3 separate regions of the Mus musculus genome follow, and regions 1 and 3 are each linked to region 2. Evidence: chromatin contacts called from public Hi-C and HiChIP or PLAC-seq data. All regions are on one chromosome and are shown on one strand. Each heading gives the region's core, a stretch centred on a gene start, on an enhancer-like site or on the middle of the called end of the contact. The rest is flanking DNA. Distances are from core to core; before and after follow the strand shown. Region 1 overlaps Slc4a4 (solute carrier family 4 (anion exchanger), member 4). Region 2 has its middle 73 kb from the start of Gc. Region 3 overlaps Slc4a4 (solute carrier family 4 (anion exchanger), member 4).

What was found. A called contact is a pair of places that touch in the nucleus more often than the background predicts. HiChIP or PLAC-seq counts read pairs in DNA pulled down with a chosen protein or histone mark.
Region 1: a contact with region 2 is called in a Hi-C map of pancreatic cancer cells, with 5 times the contacts expected there. The contact joins two enhancer-like sites. A contact is called at or near these places in 1 of 15 datasets of contacts at CTCF or cohesin (pro-B cells), 39 of 484 Hi-C or Micro-C datasets (the AML12 cell line, the C3H10T1/2 cell line, the G1E-ER4 cell line and 18 more) and 6 of 115 datasets of contacts at active chromatin or transcription factors (astrocytes, a beta-TC-6 cell line, embryonic stem cells and 3 more).
Region 3: a contact with region 2 is called in an HNF4G HiChIP or PLAC-seq map of pancreatic cancer cells. The contact joins two enhancer-like sites. A contact is called at or near these places in 2 of 15 datasets of contacts at CTCF or cohesin (large pre-B cells and pro-B cells), 14 of 484 Hi-C or Micro-C datasets (the AML12 cell line, the HL-1 cell line, Sertoli cells and 6 more) and 1 of 115 datasets of contacts at active chromatin or transcription factors (pancreatic cancer cells).

Annotation. Positions count from the first base shown.
Region 1 is chr5:89,219,822-89,223,789 of GRCm38.p6, forward strand. Slc4a4 (solute carrier family 4 (anion exchanger), member 4) reads left to right here. Exons shown (of 27, transcript NM_001359211.1): 22 at 3,375-3,443. It overlaps Gm35855 (a long non-coding RNA gene), which reads right to left. Exons shown (of 3, transcript XR_003955749.1): 1 at 3,905-3,968; 2 at 2,544-2,861; 3 at 1,505-1,660. Among named protein-coding and RNA genes, the nearest start is that of Gm35855, 4.0 kb to the right of the region's middle. Within about 2 kb of position 2,045, at least 39 of the 459 cell types and tissues checked have an H3K27ac peak or open chromatin away from gene starts, as enhancers often do. A contact at or near this core is called in pancreatic cancer cells, where this site is marked.
Region 2 is chr5:89,383,012-89,387,096 of GRCm38.p6, forward strand. No RefSeq gene overlaps it. Among named protein-coding and RNA genes, the nearest start is that of Gc, 73 kb to the right of the region's middle. Within about 2 kb of position 1,365, at least 9 of the 459 cell types and tissues checked have an H3K27ac peak or open chromatin away from gene starts, as enhancers often do. A contact at or near this core is called in pancreatic cancer cells, where this site is marked.
Region 3 is chr5:89,146,028-89,150,606 of GRCm38.p6, forward strand. Slc4a4 (solute carrier family 4 (anion exchanger), member 4) reads left to right here. Exons shown (of 27, transcript NM_001359211.1): 14 at 3,273-3,406. Among named protein-coding and RNA genes, the nearest start is that of Gm35855, 77 kb to the right of the region's middle. Within about 2 kb of position 1,569, at least 29 of the 459 cell types and tissues checked have an H3K27ac peak or open chromatin away from gene starts, as enhancers often do. A contact at or near this core is called in pancreatic cancer cells, where this site is marked.

The DNA.
Region 1 (3,968 bases), core at 795-3,294, 160 kb before region 2:
ATTAAAAATGAGATAAAACAGGACTTCAGGTCAGACCTTCCACCCAGACCTCCCTGTCCCCAGCATCTCTTCCCCAAGCCACGACCCTACCCACCCCTACCAGTGAGGAAACAGGAAGACCAGTGGTTGAGAACTGCATACAGTTTCATGATAAGGATGGCATAAGCTCTACATTTATCATTTGTTAGTTGCCATATTAATCAATTAATTGGTAAGATGTTATGTAGTCTTTATCATAGGAGCTTTCTAGACAAGAATGCTCAGAGTATGAGAAATAAACAAGTTGTCTCAGCAGTCTACAGCTAGCTGGTAGCTAGAAGCCAAACCCAGGTCTGTTCAACTACTGTCACCCACATCTTAATCAGGACCTTACTCTTAGCTTTAGGCACAGGCACACACACACACACACACACACACACACACACACACACACAAATATGCACATTCACACATATAAGCATACCCATTCCCTCTTGCTTTGACCATAAAGCCGTGGAGAGATCTCAGTCCTTCCTGAGTTCCTATCCAGTGTTGGGCAAGTATAGTTTTCTCTTTTTATTGAAAATCCTTTTCACATCCTTCGTTCTTGGAGAGTTCTACTACTATTGACAAATCACCAGAAGACAATGTGAAAAATACAGAAATACACTGACCAAAATTCAAAAACTTGGTGACATAGTATTTAGATATTAAGTCTTATTTTGATTTCACCTCACTTTCTTTGTTCTATATGATTATAGGATCAATCATTTAACTTTTTCATTTTTAGTATTTATTGAATGTAATACTTCTTTGTGTTTATTTTATTTTATTTTTGCTTCCTGGGTATTATTGATGGTATAATTGTTTGCACAGTTTACCATTTAGCTATCTGGATGTGCCCCTGAAATGGATATTTTTAATTTCTACCACCTTGCTTTGTAAAAATGATTTCCCGCTATTACTGCATTATCCCACTATAACATGGGATCTCATTTTTTTAGAGACTTTTTTTTGGTAGAATTCATTATTTATTTATATTGTCACACATTAGCCTAGGATGGCCTTGAACTCATATACTCATGGCAGTCCTCCTGCCTCAGCCCCCTAAGTGCTAAGAGAACAAGCATGAACTCCCACATCCTGGGTGGCTCTCCGTTTTACAAGCCTTCTTCTTCTTCCTTTGACAACTTTGTTTTGATATGTAGTTCTAGTATAATTTTTACACATTGACCTTCTGACAGGATCTGTGAACTAAGTTCTATAAAATATACCCTCTACCCCAACAACTCTGTCAGGTTTGTTAGGAGTTTCATTCTAGGATTTGTATTGATACGTATTGTTGTGAAGAAAATGAGAATATCATAAGCATTTGTATTATGTTGAAGCTGATCAGAAATGTCAACTTCACAGATTTTCTTCTATGTACTATTTTCTTCCAACTGACATATATATATACATATATATATATACATATATATATATATATATATGCATATGTGTGCATACACACACACACACCCCTTCCTATACCCAGTTATTTTCTTCCTTACATCCATCCATGCCATTCTGTGTCATAGATCAGGTGAAATTTGTTAACATAGTTCAGAGAATTGATCTAAGAAGGCCCCAGGCACAGTGTTCCGGCACAGTGTTCCTCTGCTATAGTAGTAGAAACACACTACAAAAAAAAAAAAAAAATCATTAGTTAAGCTCAGGGAAGGATAGACTCTTCTGACACTTCTAATCCAGAGATATGCTTTACCCAGATCAAAAAGAAAACACTGAGGAAACCCAGGTAGCTCTCCACGAATCAACTGTTCTTTCCTGCACCCCTTTCTCATGCTTGAATGTACACAATAAATGGAAAAGAAATCACAACATGTTGAGAGGAAAGAGATACCTTAGAAATGAATCAGAGATGGAAATTTGATCCTTTGCTGGTCTTATGTATTTATTATTGGAAAATGCACATAAAGAGTTGTAAGTCACATCAGCACTCACATGCTAAGAGAAATGGGGGCTTGTGTTTGAGCACCAGTGGCCTGGGTGGGATATGTCTACCCCTCTGTGGCCACTGCTGGGTACTACAGCCCTGCCCTCCTGCCCACTTCAAGCATTCAGTTCCTTTTAGTTTTTGGTCTTTTCTGAGCTCATGGGTAAAGTTCATTACGATGCAATTGTTAGTCCCTTCTAGAGAAAACCTTTGACAGTTAGTTCATAGATGTGTATTTTCTCCATTGAAACTTAAGCATTCCTGTGAGTCACCAGTACCAACTGGAGACAGAGGCAGTCTATTTTAGAATTCACTAGTTCTTTAGTGTGGTCAGAAGGTCCGAGGCACAGCAGCATCAGGCAATTGCAGTAAGATGGGTCTACAAATGGTGCTTCATTAAATACATGCCGTAGTTTTAAAGTTCTGCTCTTTAAGGAATATTTCGCCTTCTGGTTAAAATGGTCTACTGCATGTGGATTTGCTGACTGGCCCTAATTACTTTTCTATTTTAGTATTTTAGTTTTGTCCTTCAGTTGCTTGAACTTCTTTTCAAACCCAAGGCTGATACCTTTGTCATCCAGACAGAAGACTTCTCGGAATTAGAATATTGATTCTCAAATGTGATTTGCTTGCATTTTACCGGTTCAGGGGAAAGTAAAGTGTACATGTTGGATTAGAACTTCTCATTGCTAAAAAACAAACAAACAAACAAACAAAAAAAAAACCTTCGTGTTGGTGTAAAGGGCGTTTTACTAAATAATGCATAACATATTAATTGAGTTTTGAAAGGCTTGCATTATCCTTATCCGTATGTGTAATTAATTGCTCCCAGATGCGTCCTGCTCCTTCCAAACCGTGCTCCCATTAGTTTGTATTCTTAGAGTCCCTAGAAGACAAAGGGGTGGTCAGTTGATGTTTCCTTTACTGGAAGAGGCATTTACCCTCCGAACTGATAGATCATTTGGCAAAATTAGTAAGGACAAAACCAACAGCCTGTTACAAAAGGATCTTGGATCCAGAGTGAGGCCATTTGCTACCTCTGCATGTACCTCCTATCCCACGCAGACATCTGGGTTGCATAGTCTATTGCTTTTAAGAGCAAAGGAAAGCCAAAACAGTTTCCCCATTTAAAAAAAAAAAAGTATTATTGAGGTCATGTGTGCCCATTCTTTAAAAAGAAGAAACAAAAAAAATGAAGTTTATTTGAATGTTCCCTCTATCTTTATTTATTTCTACTGCTGGGCTTAGAATCTTATCAATTGACGAGTTAAAAGCACTCATTTGAGGTTGCTCTGTTATGCTGTGCTTTAGTTTCAGATGTAGCCTTTATTTAAGTTATTCCCCTTCCTAATTCTTTTCGCTGTTGTTTGTAACCGGTTTCCACTGGTTTACTTCCCAGTTTATCCCGATGCCTGTGCTGTATGGTGTGTTCCTGTATATGGGGGTGGCCTCACTTAACGGTGTGCAGGTAAGCTTCCTCAGCAGTCCGAGCAAACCCTGTGCGTTTCTCAAAGCAGAACTAGTCCAGTCACCGATCTCTGATGAAGGCACTAATCATTAACTAGGGACTCTTTTAAAATACATTTATTTTCTACTTCCTCCACCTTTTACCTGCTTCTCATTTCTGATGGAATCGACAAAGCTAGCTGGTGTCAACAAATGTTATCCTGAATGCCCATTACTGAAAAGGGTTGCTAAATGTCATTTGGTGAGGAAATGAGCTGCTGTTCTCATTACCACCACCACCACCTCCTCCTCCTCCCCCTCCCCCTGCCCCCCCTCCTCCTCCTGCTGCTCGTCCCAGTCCTTCTCCTCTTTACCTCTTCCTCCCCATGCCCTTTTTCACACTCCTGCTCTTCCTTTTTGTCTTGAATTCTTTTCTCATCTCTCTCTTACATCACCTTATTTCATCTCAAGATAGATACTCACTGTGTTCTTAAGGCGGTGTTTGCGCACTTGCCTGACCCCTTATAGACAGCTTGCGATCCTTTAA
Region 2 (4,085 bases), core at 115-2,614:
CTGAGGATGGTAATCTACAGGCTGAGGATGGTAATCTACAGGCTGAGGATGGTAATCTACAGGCTGAGGATGGTAATCTACAGGCTGAGGATGGTAATCATCTACAGGCTGAGGATGGTAATCTACAGGCTGAGGATGGTAATCATCTACAGGCTGAGGATGGTAATCTACAGGCTGAGGATGGTAATCATCTACAGGCTGAGGATGGGTATCATCTACAGGCTGAGGATGGTAATCATCTACAGGCTGAGGATGGTAATCATCTACAGGCTGAGGATGGTAATCTACAGGCTGAGGATGGTAATCATCTACAGGCTGAGGATGGTAATCATCTACAGGCTGAGGATGGTAATCATCTACAGGCTGAGGATGGTAATCTACAGGCTGAGGATGGTAATCATCTACAGGCTGAGGATGGTAATCATCTACAGGCTGAGGATGGTAATCTACAGGCTGAGGATGGTAATCTACAGGCTGAGGATGGTAATCTACAGGCTGAGGATGGTAATCTAGAGGCTGAGGATGGTAATCTAGAGGCTGAGGATGGTAATCTACAGGCTGAGGAGTGTAGCAAGCAGCCCAGAGAAGGCCCTGTTAAGGGATTTCAGTGAGGATTTTGGCTAAAGTCAAGACCTAGATCTAGGCTCTCAGACTTACAAGTCTGATACTTGAACTTTTTGTAGCAGTCTATATTAGAAAGGATTCCATGACATATTTCTGGGTTCATGGCTTTGCTGTGTGTTCTTTGAACATTAAAAAAAAAAAAATCAGTCAGTAGCCACTGGTTTCTGACCATAAATATCAAAACAAAGGCCAATGCCATGCGAAAGTTAGAATGAGGCTAATAACAAGAAAGGGCCGAGATGCTATGAAGGAAAATCATAGCACACACACACACTCACGCACATATACTCACACACTTACACACACACACATGCACACACACAAACACACACACATACAGACACACATACAGAATAAACCACCAATAACAAAAGTAATGGATATTTATAGCAGCTTTCCTTGTGGTATCTTATTTAAATAGATACTTTATACTTTAAGAAATAGACACTGTTACTTTCCCATTTTATACCTGAGGAAACTAGAAGAATCTTAACAGCCATTCAGTGGTGGAGATAACAAATTAAATTTTTCTTTGTGTCAATTTCAGATTGTTTGAAAGGCTCAGGGAGGCAGAAAGGACAGTACTATTTAAATGAGCCTTGTTCTTGTTATGGTAGCAATACTTAACACTCTTCAAAGACACTCAATTTTATGTGGGGGTAATTAGAAATGTTGGCAGGTTTACTTGCCAACGATCACGTAAGTGATTGATGGCAGAGCCATGAGCATGACTCAAGCGTGGTGAAGTCCCTCTGTTCACCTTCTGAGAGCAGGTTTCAGGAATCCCTGCAAGATGTTGACCAGCGGAATCATTCCATTATCAAGAATTTGCTTCCATCTAGTGGATCAACTGAGTAATTTACATTTTCTAGCCAGCTGTCTTCAGACCACATTTGTCTCTGTCTCTTTTCTCTGTGTCCCTTTCCCATATGGTTTAGTGTTATCAGTGAATGTGGTTATCATTGACGATAAATTCTCCTGGAATCTCTGTAGTTGTTTCCCAACACTTTACAAATAAGGACATGTGAGACTGGTTGACATCTTCCATCTCACACAGCACACAAACAAACAAACAAACAAAAAATCCACCTACAGTCTCTACTGTGATTCAGAGTTCTTTCCCCAATAGTCCACAAATAGGAAATAAGAGGCCCTTTCCACTCACGGATCCAAAGCGCAAAGTCTCTCCCGAAGTATTGTATGTCCACTAACATAGACACTATTATGCATATTTTTGTTCGGCTGCTGGCTCTCAGACTAGTAGAAAGAAGAAGGCTTGTGTGTAATATGAACATATGTGTATGCCAATATCTGGATATATTTACACTTGGATCTGCTTATATATTCGTATATGTGATCTTCTACAGTAATCTAGATTAAGTTTCTATTTCTTGAGCACCTAAAAATAGGCTTGATGGTGGTAGACTTCTGGTCTACCAGAATTTTAAAAATACACAAAGAAAGAGAAGAATGTTAGCGGAATATAGTGGAACCTAATACATAGAGTGTACAAACACATGTAGTACATGTGCATAATACATACAGCATATAAATATACACAGTGCATACACATAATATATAAAGTATACAAGTACACATAGTGTTGTTGTAGTCAGAGTACAAGATGAATTTTGTGGCCAGATTCAAAGAAGCATGTTTGAAAATCAGATTTTTTTTATTCCTACATTTGCAAATTTATATTAATTGCATACCCAATTAAAATTATAATACTCTAAAGAGTAATATTATAAATATAGACATGTGGGGATAATAGTAGATCTTTCTTTTAGTCACATTTAATACCTTTATTTATTTATTTATTTATTTATTTATTTTACATCCCAAACGTTGCCCCCTCCAATCCCTCCTTCCCAGTGTTCTTCACCCCATCCCCCTACCCTTCACCTTTGAGAAGGTGCTCGCTACCCCAGGTATCCCCCTTCCCTGGGGCATCAAGTTTCTACAGGATGAGTATCATGTGCATCTTCTTCCTCTGAGGCCAGACAAGGCAGTCTTCAGTTACATATGTGTATTGGTTGTTAGTTAACCCACCCTGTGCTCCTGACAGATCACATGCATGTACCCACTCACCCACCCAAGAGTTATCTTGACTCGAGAATGAAAGATATACACACTCACCATCCATCTCTGTCTGTCCCTCCCAGCCATTGACTGCTGGCATCTTTATTTACCGATCAGAGCCAACTGGGGGCCAGGTCTCTCAGTGCTATACATACAGACACTCCTATAATCAGTTTGGGGGACCAAAATTAACATTATAACACAAGTAGCATTAGGCCAAACCTACTTCACATATGTGCCAGGGGTCTTGGACCAGCCCTCTATGTTCTAAGCTGGTGGCTTAGTCCCTGGGAGCTCCCAGGGGTCCAGGTTAGTTGACACTGTTGGTCTTCCTATGGAGTTGCCATCCTCTTCAGTTTCTTCAATTCTTCCTCTAATTCTTCCATAGGAGTCTCTGACCTCAATCCAATGATTGGCTATATCTGCATCTGTGTCAGTCAGCTGTTGGTAGAGTCTCTCAGAGGACAGCCATGCTAGGTTCCTGTCTGCAAGCACAACATAGCATCAGTAATAGTGTCAGGATTTGGTGCCTGCCCATGGGGATGGACCCCAAGTTGGATCAGCCACTGGTCAACCATTCCTTTAGTCTCTGCTCCATTTCTGTTCCTGCAATTCTTTTTGACAGGAGCAATTCTGGGTCAAAATTTTTGAAAGTGGGTTGGTGAGCCCATCTCTCCACTGAGGGACTCTGTCTAACTACTTGGAGGTAATCTCTTCAGGTTCTATCTCCCCACTGTTGGGCATTTCAACTAAGGTCACGCACATTGGGTCCTACCTAGGAGCCTCTCACATTCCAGGTCTCTGGGACTTTCTAGAGGTTCTCCCTACCCCCAAACCCCAGAAGCTGCATATTTCCATTCATTCTCCTGACCCACTGGGCTTCTCTCCCACCTACCCCACCTACATGATCCTGCCCCCTTTCCCCTCCTCCTCCCCTTCCCCACCCAGGTCCCTCCATCCCTCTGCCTCCTGTGATTACTTGGGGCTCTGGTTACTTTTATTTTAAAATCAAAACTATCTGGAAAAGTAAAACCTAATTATTTGGTAATATTCTTTTAAAAATTAGGAGAGGAGCCTGGACAGAGACAAATATAGGCTCCTATTAGGGAAATCTTTTGGGGTGGATGTATTCCACTATATGAGAGGTTTCTTTTGGGGGGGGTGTTACTCACTTTGTCCCCATTGTGTTTCTCTGTGTGCATCTCTGATGTTCTCACAGGCAGAAGTCATTGCCCAGCGTCTCAGCACTGTAATCCCATCTCACACACTCTGTCTCATTTCAAGAATAAACATTAAACTATTGTAAACCATTTTTAAAATTTGGGGGAAAAGAGACACAACAACAGCAAAACCCTTTTGAAAGAAAGCCACATAAAATC
Region 3 (4,579 bases), core at 319-2,818, 240 kb before region 2:
ATAGCCTACATATCAGATTGTTGCCGTAAATCTCCAATCCAAATATGCCCCGGCAATGAAAACACGACTCAATTAATATGAATACATGTTGTGTGCTTAGATTGGGCAGATCTACCGCTACACTACCATCTTCCACATCTAGAACTTGCAGTTTCTCCAGGCCATGTGCTTCTGCTCCACTTTTCTTCTTCTTCCTCCTCCTCTGCATCCTGCATATTCATTACAGGACATAACAGTGGCAACATTACAGTTATGAAGTAGTAACAAAACAATTGTATGGTTGGGGCAGGGAGTCGCCACAGCATGAGGAACTGTATTAAAGGGTTTCAGCATCAGGAAAGTTGAGAACCACTGCTCTGATCCAAGTAATGATCCAGCGAGGCAGCCATAGGTTTGGCAGAGAGATGCTTGGCTCTAGGGCAGTGACTAGTGGAGCTGATGTAAGCTCACATAGCCCTATGTCTGCAAGGTGCTGAGCCAGCTGGCTGAGAACTTAGGGATCAGCAAGCCCCATTTCTTTATCTTGTATCCAAATAAGCATGTTGCATATGAGAGGCTGCTGCTATTCACAAAGCTTTTAGCCACCAGAGACTGTGCTAGGCATGTCCCATATTCTGCCTGATCTAACATCCAGATTAGAGGTTACACTACAACTTCGATATAGCCTCTAAGGCACCTGGAGACTGTGAATGCAGAAGCCATTTCTCTGCTCTGTCACCTTTTATTTTATTACTTGAAAGAAGTGAAGTGACATTCTGAAGATCGTTGGGTCTCTCATGGCAGAACAGTCTAGACTCTGGATTTCCTGATTGCCAGCTGTCTGCCTCTACTACTGGTTCCTTGTAGGAATCCTCTCATAGTAAGGGTGTAAGGAGGAAGGCCAACCAAGAGTGTCAGGACAGTCTGTGTCCCCTCTTGTACCATGCCCCCAAGCCCTGCCAACTGCACCTTTGTAAAGTGCTAGGAAATTCTTTCCTTCTAGAAGTCAGATGTGGAAGTATCTCTAAGACTCATGACTGTTGACAAGACATGACTCAAAGAAGCTCTCTTTTAAAATTCAGTAGTGGCAAACACTGGATAGGATAAATCTGAAAAGGTGTTTACAGTGATTTGTTTTGTAAGTTCCACTGACCTCTAGTTACAGTTAACGTTATTCATTGCCTCGGATTATTTAAGAAAATAAATAAATCTGGGTCGTGAAGAGGAACCTATCAAAATGTGGTGAAAATGGTTCTTTTCTCAGAACTGCTGGAAGCCTCTCTCGGTGTAAGCAAGTTTCCAGTGCAGTGTGTGTAATGAATCACCTGTCTCTGCTTCAGAATTGTCAGCCACAGAATGGAAAACTAGCACTTACGGAGGGCTCAAGCACTGCAATAAAAATAATCTGCCTTTGAGTCATCACGTGGCTTCCATAAATCACCGTGGTTTTCTGGAAGAAACGGGTTGCCGTCATTACTAAATGAGCAGCCAGGGCTCTTGACCTTTGATAAGGAGACCTAGGGTGTCACTTGGGTGTGTCTTTGGTTCCTTCAGCACTAGCTGAGAGCCTGCAAAGCTCGTGGAGGGATGGTGGGCAGCAGGATGGGAGGAGAAACAGAAGATGCAAGGAGACTCTGTCCCTGTCCTCCCAGAGATTGATGGCTCTGTCAAGCCAAGCGGAGGATCGGAAATCTCTACTTCCTCCTTTCCGATTTTACACCCTGCCTTACGCCCAGCCTGAGCCGTGTTTTGGTCCTATGCTACGGACATAGGGGTTCTTTGTGTTTGATGGAGTAGGATACAGTCTCTTTGTCTATTAAATACACTTAGACTGTGTCATAAATGACACATTTTATACTACCTTGTAAGTGGGTCATCTGGTCAATAGAATCATTTAAAATTCTTAGCTTTTCTGGCAATTTCCCTATCTAGGATTTCCCACACTTTTAATACTTGCAAAGAGTGATGTGTGGTTAGATGGGCACACACATCCAATAGCTCTTATCCACAGTGCAGGCACATCGCTTAACTCACCTGAATGTCACAATGTCAACAAGCAAGAAATCAGGGCAGTATTATATGGGGGCACAGGGGACCCTTTCAGGCTTGTCCATCGCTCCTGCCAGATTCTGTACTCTCCACAACATGATTAAGGGAGGTCGTTTTGTAAGTTAGTGATTCTTTTGTATATTGCTTCCTGTTGTGCTAAAGGAAAAGAATGAGTTCATGTTCAAAGATGTCAATAAAAGCTTTAGCTAGATATATGTCTCTGCACAGTTATTGTCTCTGACTATAAAGTTTCTTGAAGTTTTTGTGCAGTTTGCATTGGAATATGTGTTGGCACTGAATGACAATCGTCATTGTCCAGCAGCAGCAGCAGCAGCAGCAGCAGCAGCAGCAGCAACATCAGCAATTTTTTTTTTACTTTTTTTTTTTACAATTGGTGGCTTAAATTGCAAATGGCCAACTGAGAGTTATTGGCAGTTAATGGTTTCTGGGGGAGGAAGAGTCAGTTTTCCTCTGGAATGTGGCCTCTGCAAGGTTGCTCATATTCCAGTAGATAGCCCTTTATATTCACGAACACATATGCAACACGTACTGGACTTAGTGGGTTATGAAGAGAAAAAGAAGAGAGGGGATATTAAGTTGGGAGGTGTTATGGAGGCTGCTGGTGTCTAGGAGAGATTCAGTATGGTGAAATGGGATAGATATAATCAAAATGTGTGTATACACATATAAAATGAAAACAGACATGAAATAATTGTTAAAATGGCATCGCTGTCTTTGTCCCCTTCATTCTCAGCCTCCACCTTTCAAATATTCTCTGTTAGGAAAAAAAAGGGGCTTTTTGCTTAGATTGTACTTACTCAAAAGTACTGACTAAGTGCAAGTTATAATGGCACTAAAGCAAACAATGAAGAAACAAAAGGGAAAAAATAGATTAAAAAAATAGCTGAATCAATTCCTCTATTTGGTGGGTTTATAGAGTATGATTTTTATTGACGGGTACCTCAGTAAGTCTTTTAAGTAATGGTCAGGGATGCTGTTCCCTCCTGGATACCCGTTGTCTCAGTCATTGCTGCATTGTGGAACCATCAACTCTTGCAACAGGGAAGATTTATGTTATGTGTGCAAAGACCTGTGGTGCTATTTCATGGACTCTTGTTTTATTTGCTAGGGAGTGTGCTATAACATACACAGCTTCATTCTTTGGCTGACATCACAAATAGGAAGAAGAGATATGGGCTCTTCGGTTTGCTTTTGCTTTACCACCTGCATGTTCTTTCTTTTAGGGTGTGTTGGAGAGTTTCCTGGGCACTGCTGTCTCCGGAGCCATCTTCTGCCTTTTTGCGGGTCAACCGCTTACCATCTTGAGCAGCACGGGACCAGTGTTGGTGTTTGAGAGGCTTCTTTTTAACTTCAGCAAGTATGTATCTGTCTGTCTGTCTGTCTGCCTGCCTGCCTGCCTGTATGGTTATTTGATCTCCTATGTTGTTCCATCTGGAGGAAGCACAAAGTAGCCCTGAAATAAATCCAAGAAGCTGCCAAAATACTGGAGCGATAAGATTTGGAAGTCAAACGTGCCTTAATGATTAAGTTGTCCAGAGCTTAGTTTACAATCATTTCAAGAGGCCCATCTGTTGTACTTTCTGCTCACTCCTTCCTTGTAGGCTTGTTTTATGTCCTAAGGGCTGACTCCCAAGGATTAAAAAGCCCCAGATTTCTTTGCCCTCCAGGGCTTCCTGCTGGTTTAGATAATGAAGAGAGAGCAAAGTTTCAGGATGTCATGTTCTCCCATCACCCCCTGCTTTCAACACAGCAGCCTGGCTTGCTTCCTGACACTGGCCTCTGTCAGGTGGCCTGCCTAGCCTAGTTTTAGCTCACCAGGCTCTTGTAACTCCATTCCTTGTGTGACCTTTCAAAGCCCAAGATTGATAATGGCTTCCTGCTCTAGTTAGCTCTGAGTGGATCTGCACTGCCTTTTTAAGGGGAGGGGGAGTTAGGATTTTGTGAATAGCCTGTTAATTTTATTTTTCCTTGGGTCCCACTTTAAAATGCCCTTTTCTGTCATGATACTGGAACAGTGAAGAAACCAAATGACTTATGCTAGGTTGTCTGGTCCATTCATGAAAGAAACGGAATGTTCTTCTGGGGGTTCCCCTGTTCTTCACTGTGGGCAGAGCATCTAGAACTCAGATGGATAGTAGTGATGCCAATATTTTCATTTAGAAATTGATGAATCATTTTAAATGGGGGTGGGGTGGGTAATTGAGATAGGGAAATTATTTGTTTTGTGTGTGTGTACACAGGAATAGATTCAAAGTAAAATTGGGTATTCTTGTCTATCTCTGCTGTGTTTGCTAGACTTCTAGGACAGGGTTGCCTTTACTGCATGGTCTCAGTGCTTAGATCATGGTCTGATGTGTCCTGTGGCCATTCCCTTGTAGAATTTCTATATTGTCTATTGTTGCCTATTGCAAGATTTTAATTTTAGAACAGCCAGTGTCTACCCAGTAACTGCCTTCGTTACTTCTCTGTTGCTGTTCTACGATACTCTGACAAACTGCAACTCAGAGGAGAAAGGGTTTATGTGACTTAC